Regions from separate parts of the Mus musculus genome. Here region 2 is linked to region 1. A link is a contact called in public HiChIP or PLAC-seq data. All regions are on one chromosome and are shown on one strand. Each heading gives the region's core, a stretch centred on a gene start, on an enhancer-like site or on the middle of the called end of the contact. The rest is flanking DNA. Distances are from core to core; before and after follow the strand shown.

The links. HiChIP or PLAC-seq counts read pairs in DNA pulled down with a chosen protein or histone mark.
Region 2: an H3K27ac HiChIP or PLAC-seq map of embryonic stem cells shows a contact between it and region 1, with 9 read pairs. The contact joins two enhancer-like sites. A contact is called at or near these places in 13 of 39 promoter capture datasets (the 3T3-L1 cell line, 3T3-L1-derived adipocytes, the C10 cell line and 7 more), 11 of 484 Hi-C or Micro-C datasets (the C2C12 cell line, CD4 single positive thymocytes, DN3 thymocytes and 6 more), 5 of 115 datasets of contacts at active chromatin or transcription factors (embryonic stem cells and pancreatic cancer cells) and 3 of 9 other capture datasets (adipose tissue, liver and pancreatic islet).

Annotation. Positions count from the first base shown.
Region 1 is chr16:8,704,447-8,709,735 of GRCm38.p6, reverse strand. Usp7 (ubiquitin specific peptidase 7) reads left to right here. Exons shown (of 31, transcript NM_001003918.2): 5 at 789-877; 6 at 1,990-2,098; 7 at 3,007-3,137; 8 at 3,596-3,650; 9 at 4,552-4,632; 10 at 4,718-4,808. Among named protein-coding and RNA genes, the nearest start is that of Gm5767, 26 kb to the right of the region's middle. Within about 2 kb of position 3,120, at least 7 of the 459 cell types and tissues checked have an H3K27ac peak or open chromatin away from gene starts, as enhancers often do. A contact at or near this core is called in embryonic stem cells, where this site is marked.
Region 2 is chr16:8,780,654-8,785,942 of GRCm38.p6, reverse strand. No RefSeq gene overlaps it. Among named protein-coding and RNA genes, the nearest start is that of Gm25805, 17 kb to the right of the region's middle. Within about 2 kb of position 2,487, at least 56 of the 459 cell types and tissues checked have an H3K27ac peak or open chromatin away from gene starts, as enhancers often do. A contact at or near this core is called in embryonic stem cells, where this site is marked.

The DNA.
Region 1 (5,289 bases), core at 1,871-4,370:
GGCTTAGATGACAAAGTACCTGCTGTCTGTGTCATCTCACTGGCTCCTCAGGCATGGCTCTGCCCTTCCTGACCGGGTTTCTCTGTGGCCCTGGTTAATATTGGAACTCACTAAGTAGACCAGGCTGGCCTCTGCCTCCACATCCTTAGTGCTCAAGTGCTGGAAATAAGTAGACCAGGCTGGCCTCTGCCTCCGCATCCTGAGTGCTCAAGTGCTGGAAATAGAGTTGTGGGCCACTACCACCTGGCAACGAGTATGAAGTTTTAGAACATCTTTCACAAACTTGTTTGTATATGTATGAGAGTGCCACATGGGCCAGGACTGCTTGTCAGATTCTTTGGGGTTAGAGCCATGGCATTTGTGAGGTGTGGGTGCTAGGACCAAATTCTGATTCCCATGACAGCAGCAAACCTGTTGGCAGAGCTGTTTCTCCTGCCCACTGAAGCATGTTTTAGTCACATGGTGGAAATCCTTCCTGGTAGGGGTGATCTTTCTTGGGGCCCCTTTCTGTAGAAGTGGCTAGTGGTGGGTCTTGGCATGTTGCTCTCTAGTCAGAGTACTTCAGACTCTCACCAGCTCACTCAGGCTGTAACGGTAAACCCTAGGCACCTTGACCTTTGCAAAGCTCTTAAAACAAAAAAGGGCAAAGCTGTGCAAAAATGTTAAAGGAGCGCCCCATTACATTTTGAAGTAGTACTTTACTGAGTGCAGAGTACAAAGACAGTTGCTTCTTTTGAGTAAGGTTGATCTTGTGTATTCTTATGCGAGTTGATATTTTTATTTTACAGGAAGTGACTGATCCTGAGAAAGGATTCATCGATGATGACAAAGTCACCTTTGAAGTTTTTGTACAGGCAGATGCTCCCCATGGAGTTGCGTAAGTTTTTGTCCAGTTAGGTTCTCCTGTACTGTTCTGTGACACACGAGAATATGCCTAAGAGATGCTAACCGTCTTGAGTTTGCCCCTATACTCAACATCATAGTTACCTACTTTATACCCTTACCAGTGGGTTTTCTACCAGCCAGCACTGGTTTTCCAGTCACAGTGTTATCTATAAAGAAACCAGGGCCTTCATGTGTGTGGCTGTTTGCTTTTATTTTGAAGACTGCACAGGTATGAAAACCTGTCACAGGAAATGTACTGGGGACTACTGACAGGTAGGTCCCTTTGTAGGTGTGAGGCTCAACTCTGGGCTCTTGGCCAGGCCCTGGGACTGCAGTCACTCGTCCTCTCTGGTGTTGTCAGTGTTCCTTTGTCAGCATGCTAGATATGTAGCCGGATCAGAAGTTTGCTGGGAAGAAGTAGTAGTTTTCTGTTTAGCAGTAGATTTCTCTCTGCTGGGTGGTCACATGGGTTGAAAATATCTGGGACACAGCTTAGACTACCATTTTAAGTAGCCATTCAGCATAACAAAGAGTTGCTGCCCTTGAGGTTTAAAAATGCATTCTAAAACCTGAAAATCTACATTCCTGTCTTCTGCATAAATGTATTTCTATAGATTTGGTGATGGGGTTGTCTGCCACGTCTTATACACATTAGGCATTCATATTTTTGGGGTGTGTGTGTGTGAGAGAGAGAGAGACAGACAGACAGACAGAGAGAGAGAGAGAGAGAGAGAGAGAGAGATTGAGATCGATCATCGATCTGTAGTCACATTTGATGTAAAAGGTAGCCCCCGGTGTCTTGAGTGCTGACCTTTATAAATGACAGTGGTGCTGAGAACTGTTAGGAGACTGTTAGGTGAACGCTGAAATTGAGTGTGAGTGTCTATGGCAGTGAAAGATCCGTGTAGTGTGAGCGAGGCCTCAGTTCCTAGTGTTGTGCCTAGAGGAATGGTCAGTGTTTCTTTGTCAGCATGCTAGATAGCAGAAGATGACATGTGATGGATCAGCTGTACAGGTGCCAGGGCGAATGGCCAACTGAGCCCTATATATTGTAGAAGCCAGGTATCCCTGGCAGTGGACCTTCAAACTTGGACTGTCTTTCAGGTGGGACTCAAAGAAGCATACTGGCTATGTCGGCTTAAAGAATCAGGGAGCAACGTGTTACATGAATAGCTTGCTGCAGACCTTGTTTTTCACAAATCAGTTACGAAAGGTAAATGAATAGTATTCCTTTCAGCAGCTTTCTGCCTTCTCTTCTGCAAGGTATGTTAAAGGCCCAGCAGATACTCTCTTACCTCCCCAGACAGCAGCCCTTTTCTCTGCAGGGAGGCCTTGCCAGGATGCCTTTAGTCTCTGGTGGTGGTGGGGACCACCTGGTCTTGGAGCTAATTGATGTGATCAAATTTAAAAATAGAAACACCATAATGATAACAATTAATTGATTTTAGGGCTAATGTTTCTACCTTTAAAGTATATTTATTCCCAGGCTCCCTCTGACCTTATTTAGAGTCTGTGTAGTACTGGCTCTCTTGTAGCTGACAGGCTGGCCAGAGATCACTCCACATTAACCAGATCTGCCTGCCTGGTTAATGTGGAGTGCTGGGATTAAAGATAGGTGGCACCACAGCCAGCTCCACACCCTCTTCATAATGTTCGGGAGAGGAGGTGTCTACACATGCTTCTAGACTGGCTTTAGTCACTTAGTAGTCTTTGTGGTCCTCCTGCCTCGGCTTCATAATAAGCAGTTTGAGGCTAATGATGGAGGGTGGTGCTTTTCTGACTGCAGACAGTATGGAGTAGGACAGAGAAGGTACTTGTATGTGTGTCTCATCTGCTCGCTTCTGCGACAGCTGCTCTTGAGGTGGAAGCTCGCAGAGTGGTAGCTTGAGTGCCATCTGCATTTCATCCTCTCTGGTGCCTAGACACTGGCAGGGTTAAATGTGCACACCCCAGGGAGTGAGTGCAGGGGGAGCTGTAGGTGACTTAAGTTTTTTCTAAATTGTCTCTACAGACATTTGATGGTTTTACAAACTTGAGCCCCTAGCAAATTGCTTTACTCCTTATGATATTAGAAATGATACTTTTACCTAAAATTAAACACTTCTAAATCAATTCTTTTAGGCTGTGTACATGATGCCAACAGAGGGCGATGATTCATCTAAAAGCGTCCCTTTAGCATTACAAAGAGTGTTCTATGAATTACAGCACAGCGATAAGCCCGTAGGAACAAAAAAGCTCACAAAGTCATTTGGGTATGTATCAGCAATCCGCCTCCATTCTGCTTTCTGTGTAAGGGACAGAGTGGAGACAGGAGAGACCGGCATCTGGCTCAGGCAGGCTCAGGGCTGGCCCCAGGGCTTCTATCCTTTCCCTCTTTGGAAGTAAGGCTTTGTGTTAGAGTTTTTCCTGAAAGATTTCACCACTTTGCTTTTTGACAAAGGGGCGTGTCTTGCATTGAAGTGTATGTGACTTGTAGTTACCACCTTTTAGATTTTAAAAAATTTAAAATTTTCACTGACTGCTAATAAAATTCAGTTTAATCTTTGCATTATGACAATCCCCAAGATATTCTTTACATACAAAAAAAAAACTACCTACTGAATTTGAGGCTAGAGGTTAATTGAATTTAGTTTGCAGTCTAGATTGCATCTTAATTTACTCCCTTGAAATTCAGAAATTGAAATGTCGATACTCCTTTTCTCTTTGAAAGGTGGGAAACTTTAGATAGCTTCATGCAACACGATGTTCAAGAGCTTTGTCGAGTGGTAAGTTTCAAGCAGCAACTATTTGGTTGTCAAAGTGAATGAGACAATGCTAGAGGTCTTTACCAAGTAGTTTCACAACTAAGACTAAGGTTACCTTGGCTTAGGACTGATGTGTAGGCCAGAGTTAAAAGAGTGCTGGGATCCCACCAACATGCCTGGTTTAGGGCTCGTCTAGTTTCGAACTGTGGGAAACTGAGTCAGAAGGTGATGTGATGCTGGGGAAGGTTGAGCAGATGTAGCTGTGAGTAGTGGGTTTCTCACTGATTGCCTGAGCATATGCAAAGGAGTCACAAATCAAGGGAAACTCACTTTGATTAGGCAGCTGCAGGCACTACAGAGGTGGTGCTGTTGCCTGTCCCCATTAGTCACTAGTCATTCGTTCCTGGATTGAGGAAGGACATAGAAGCGTGCTCACGCAGACTTGGAATGGATGTTCAAGGTGATTGGCTGGGCAAGGTGTGTTTTCTTTTTTGCAGCACTAGCTGGATTGAATCAGTTCATTAAATATCCATGGACAAACCAGTCAATCCTGTTGACAGGCTCAACCTCATTAATCTCTTGGTGTGGACCATTCCGAGTTAAGTTTAGTGATCAATTTACATGCTTTTCCACAGAGGTAAAATAAACATAAAAAAATGCTTCTAAAGGCACTCGAGATTACTAATTCATCCCAAAGACTGTGTAAAAGGTTAACCTCAACTATTGCATGGAGATATTTTTTGTAAAAGCAACAAAATCCAGCCAAGAAAGATTTTGTATGTTTTTTTTTTAAATAATTGCATGCCAAAGGTAATATATTTATAGTCTAGAAATTCTTTGTTGGCATTTCCAAGTAAAGTGTTAAATTACTATGCATTACTCAAGTATAAGTTGTTTTTAATGCGCAAATCTTCTCTTTCAGTTGCTTGATAATGTGGAAAATAAGATGAAAGGCACCTGTGTAGAGGGCACCATTCCAAAGTTATTCCGAGGCAAAATGGTGGTATGTGAGCATGCGCTTTAAAGAGTGGCTTTGGGAGACTGACAGACTGGCAGCCAGTGCTGACGCTGCCTCTCTTTACTTACAGTCCTATATTCAGTGCAAAGACGTAGACTACCGTTCTGATAGGAGAGAAGATTATTATGATATCCAGCTAAGTATAAAAGGAAAGAAAAACAGTAAGTCTTGTTTTCATGTTTCATTGCTGCTCTCGCTCAGTGTCTCATTAGGAACAGGGATTGTGTTATAATTAAGGTTAGATGCAGGGAGTGACATCTTAAGCACACAGCACATTGGGTGACTACCTGCTTCTGTGTATCCAACTCTCAAGAGCCGTGTGTCCAGCTGCCTGGAAGCCTCTTGTGGCCTGCCCAAGCCCTGGACCCCCTCCCCATCAGAGGAAACACTCTAGCATTCAGCAGCTTGGGCTGGCCTGGTTGTAGTCTGAGCCTTTTTCAGCATCTTGTTCCTGTGTGCTTCATGTGATCCTTACAGGACTAGTGGCTTGATCATCACCTAGTGTTCATTTTAGGGGCTTTTATCTACCGTATTGCTTTTCTACAGGTTCAGGCCATTGCTCTCATTCATTTCCTGCTTGCATTTATGGCAGGCTCAGCATCATTTATCTCGTGGTGTGGACTGATACCTAAGTTTAGTGAT
Region 2 (5,289 bases), core at 1,238-3,737, 77 kb before region 1:
CTCTCTCTCTCTCTCGCTCGCTCCCCCTAACCCCCCCCCCCATAAGATTATTTTGTAAGGAGCTGGAGAGATGGCTCAGCAGTTACAAGCACCTGCTGCTCTTGCAGAAGATCTGAGTTTGGTTTCCCGCACCCACATGGTGGCTCACAGCTGTCAGTAACTTAGGTTCTAGACAACTTCTGATTTCCATGAACACCAGTCAGGAATTTGGTGTACATACATATATGCAGGCATAAATAAAACAAAATAAATCTAATTTTTAAAAAGATTTTATTTATTTTATGTATGTGAGTACACTGCAGCTGTCTTCATATACACCAGGAGAAGGCATCAGATCCCATTACAACTGATCGTGAGCCACCATGTGGTTGTTGGGAATTGAACTCAGGACCTCTGGAAGAGCAGTCAATGCTCTTAACCGCTGAGACATCTCTCCAGCCCTTAAAATATTTTAAAATATCATTTTATAAACCAGGTATGATGGTACACACCTTTAATCCCAGCACCCAGAGAGACAGACGCAGCCAGAGTTGTATGAATTCTAGGCCAGCCAGTGCTACACAGAGAAACCCTATCTCCCAAAACCAGAAACCTATGGCTCCTCCCTAGAGCTCTTGGACCATCCCTGGGATGCTATAAACTATCAACTCAGTTCCTCTCACTGAGATACCGGGGGTATATGGAGAGTGTATAAGAATCCTAGGACAGCAGGCTGTGGTGGCACAGGCTGTTCATCCCAGCACTCAGGAGCTTGAAGGACATGGGTAGCAGGTTCCAGGCTAGCCTGGTATACATAGACAAATCTTGTACTTTGGTCTGGATGTAAAATATCTCCCATAAAATACCTTATGAACACTTGGGGAGGTAGTGGAGTCTTTCAGATTCTGGCTGGAGGAAGTGGGTCAAGCAAGCCTTGAGTGTTCCGACATGGTCCTCCTTCTAGCTCCCTTCTGTTCACTTCCTGGTCTGAGATGTCAACACACCGCCCTGGGCTCTATGCCAGGCCTTCCCAGTGAGGTAGACTGTATTTCCTTAAATTGAGCCACATCCTGAATTGTTCCTGTAACATCTAACGTTGGCCAACAAAATGTGTCTGTGAGGTAAAAGTGGTTGTTATTCAAGCCTGATGTTTGATTCTGAAACCCAGCATGGAGGGAGAAAAGTGACTCCTGGGAGTTGTCCTTTGACCTCTGAGTTTGTGCTATGACATGTACATGTCTAAACACACACACACACACACACACACATACACACATACACAAAGTTAATAAAATAAAAACAAAAATTGAGGGGGAGCAAAAGATCCTTTAGAAAGCACTCCCCTCATAATCATGATACATGTTCAGTCTCCAGGACTGCACTAAGCAGGCAAAGTGGCAGATCTTGTAATCCCAGCCCCTTTGAGCAGAAGCAGGAAGATCAAGATCAAGATCATCCTCAGCTCCCCCAAGAGTTTGAGACCAGCCTAGGGTATACAGTTTGCCAGTTTCCACCACTCCTTATTACCTACCAGCAATATTGAGGCTAAAATAAAAAGCATTTTTTTTTTTTTTTTCTTTTCGAGACAGGGTTTCTCTGTGTAGCCCTGGCTGCCCTGGAACTCAGTTTGTAGACCAGGCTGGCCTCGAACTCAGAAATCCGCCTGCCTCTGCCTCCCAAGTGCTGGGATTAAAGACGTGCGCCACCACGCCCGGCTTAAGTTTTGTTTTTAAATTTGATTTTTATGGTATAGTCATTGGTGTTTTGCCTGTACATATTTCTGTGAGGGTGTCAGACCTCTGGAACTAGAGTTATAGGCAGTTAGTTGTGAGCTGCAATGTGGGTACTGAGATTTGAACCCCGGTCCTCTGGAAGAGCAGCCAGTACTTTTAACTGCAAAGGCATTTCTGAAGCCCCATATCAATTCAGTCTGACCTGAACTTTTTAGCAAAGGGCTATGTAGAGATGTAGAGAGAGAGAGAGAAAGAGAGAGAATATGAGAGAGACAGAGACAGAGAAAGACTTTTTGGTATTTCAGGATTATCTTATTGCAGAACTATGCAAAGAAAGATTCAAGTCTCCCTGGCACTGCTTAGTTCCTTAAACTTGAGTTTGTGAACTCTAGACACACAAAGAAACCTGTCAGAAACTGCCATGATGAGGAAGGTGAGGGTTGAATTGGGGACCGATGATGGAGAAAGCCAGAACTTCCAGAATTCACTTGAAACGGAAGGAAGTCCTGTGGGGCACCCGGAAGTAGCTGGTGAATAAACTAGCAACTTCCGGTTGAGGCAGGAGAGGAGGGTTTCCAGCAGCGTCCTTTAGAATACAGCTACATGATTCAGTGTATTTTTTTTCTCCCTAAAAAGAAATAATTGAGCACTTACGTTGCGGGTTTGTTCTATTGCTTTGAATTAATCCAGCCCTCAAAATCAGGATCTACATGTCCGAATGCTGAAGGTCCTTGTCCCCAATTGGCTTTTGGTCGATCAATAAAAAGGCAACAGCCAATGGCTGGGCAGGTAGACTGAGGCGGGACCTTTGGATTTGCATGGGCTAGGGACTGGGAGAGTGGAAGGCGGCAAAGATCGCCATGATGGGGAAGAAAGACCAGACCTAAAGGCCCGCGGACACGTGAGAATCAGGGAAAGTGGCCACTTGGACCACTTCCCCAATTGTGTTTGGGGTAACAGAGATGAAATACAGATTTTAAAAGATGTAACTCAGGAGTACCGGAGGGGAGTGTTTGCAAGCAGCAGGAAGGATTTAGAAACACCCAACCAGCCGGGCGTGGTGGCACACGCCTTTAATCCCAGCACTCCGGAGGCAGAGGCAGGCGGATTTCTGAGTTCACGGCCAGCCTGGTCTACAAAGTGAGTTCCAGGACAGCCAGGGCTATACAGAGAAACCCTGTCTCGAAAAACCAAAAAAAAAAAAAAAAAAAAAAAAAGAAACACCCAACCATTAAGCTAGTCAAGGCACATTTAAATTAACTAGTGCGTGTGTGTGTGTGTTCCATTCAGGAATCCAGATAGCTCTTGGGCGAGTGCACGAATGCCACCCATCAGGAACATGGAACGGTTAACTAATTACTGCTTCATAGCTGGGCGTGGTAGTGCATGCCTTTAATCCCAGCACTGAGGAGGCAGAGGCAGGTGGATTTCTGAGTTTGAGAAACCCTGACTCAAAAAAACCAAACCAACCAAACAAATAAATTACTGCTTCACCTTTAGACTGGTGGTGGGTGCTTGCCTAGTAGGCAAGGAGCTCTGGGTTTGAATTCCAACACTGCCAAAAACCGGAGGAAGAGGAGGAGGGAGAGAAAGCTGGAGGCTGGGCAGGGTGGCACACATACTTTCAGCCGCAACTTTCAGGAAGCAGAGAAAGGTCGATCTCCATGAAGTTGAGGCTATCTAGGAGCCAAGGCTATCTAGGGAGACCTTTTTTTGAGAGGGAGGGAGGGAGAGAGAGAGAGTGGTTGAGGCTTAAGGACCAAGGTGGGTCCTTAGCTCTGCTCTTCATCAGTCTCCTCTACTTTTCTTCTGTTTAATTTTTTCTTAAGAAAACATTTAAAGTGTGTTCGTGGGAAGTGGGAGAATATATAGAAATAGTTGCTAGGATATGCACAAATACTCCCCGAAAGAACCGACTAACTGTATAAGAGTAAGAACAGTAAAAAAAATTCAAGCATCTCAAGTCGAAAAATTGGGAAGAGACCAGGCAAGGCAGGAAGACTACTACATATACATTTGTTTTGCTCTGAGGCAGGGTCTCTCTCTGTCGTCCTGAGACTTGCTATGTAGACCAGGCTGACCTCAAATTCTCATAGATCCTCCTGCCTCTGCCTCCTAAGTGCTGAGATTAAAGGCATTGTGTTACCAGGCCCAGCACCTTCCAAGTTGAAGAATTAGAGTGGTGTGCCACCTTGCCTAGTTTTATGAAGTGCTAGGAAAGAACTCGGGCCATGTCTCAAGAAAATGAAAAGAAATACTTTTACAATAATAAAAAAGTATATTATGGGGCTGGACACTCACTGACTGTTCTTCCAGAAATTGGCATTCTATTTCCAGCAACCACAAGGTGGCTCATAACCATCTGTAATGGGATCCAATGCCCTCTTCTGGTGTGTCAGCGACAGTGTACTCACATACATAAAATAATAAAATCTTTAAATATTTATTATATGTAGTATAATATTTTATCATAATAAAGTATCATAAATAAAAGAATATATTAAGGTAAATGTTTTTTAAAATCAAATTTCAAAGTATAATACAAAAGTGTCAAATATTTTTAAGATTAAGACAAAAAAAAAGTTAGGTCTCATACCCAGGACAAACACTGAGTTGTACTTAACACATCAATGCAGACGTGTCCACCAGGTTCTCCAAGCATCCCTTAGTCCCTATTGTTACAGGGTATGACTAGCATACCCTGCCCCCTACCCTAAACTTTTCCAGCTTAGAGGCTGGGCTGCCCTTCCCTATATGTTCCAGTCATTTTGGTTACCTGGTCTGTTCATCCACTCTTTACCTTCGTGGCCATTTGGTCTGACTCCCCGCTGTCCCCTCCCCTTCTGCTCACATGGCCTGGTTCACTGTTCATTGGTCGAGTTTGCGTTGGACCCGCCCAGATGTCTCCTCCTCTGATTATGCTCCCCCTCCCTTTTATCTCCAGTAAACTTTCTCCTCCACCATCCCCAGCAGCAGTCATGTCCTTGCCTCTTTATTTCTTACTTTCATTCATCTGGTGGCAGAACTACGGAGTGGCATGAATGAGTTCCCTCCCAGGCTCCAAACCAAGCTGCTAACCTGAATCTCCAAAAATATGTACAGATTGTTTCTGCAGGCTTCTGCCTCCCACAAGATGTGATTCCAAAGTCTAGAGTCCAGTTTTTTAGCTGCTGCGTCCCTCTACCTGCTCTAACCATTAGACTACATTTTAGATGCCTCTCTGGGCTCTGTCCTGCTCTGTCCTCACCTGGGCACTGCCACACCCTGGATATGCTTTTCTGGCTCCCGCAGTCTGCCACGTCCACCCAGACACCTCCCCTTTCTCCTGTCTCCTCCACTGGCTCGGCAAGCTGCCTGCTTGGTTTACTATTGCTACAAAGCCATAGCAGCAAGCTCCTCTCACGAGGAGGGACACCTATCCTCTGATTAAGGACATGTTTTCCATCCCACTTGGGAATACCCTGCTGAAATTCTTGTCACAAGGACACTATCCTACCTGTGGCAACCTAGGACCCTTTTCCTTGTCTCCTTGAACTTGAAACTACCAACTCCCCAGATCTCCTGAATGCATCCACTG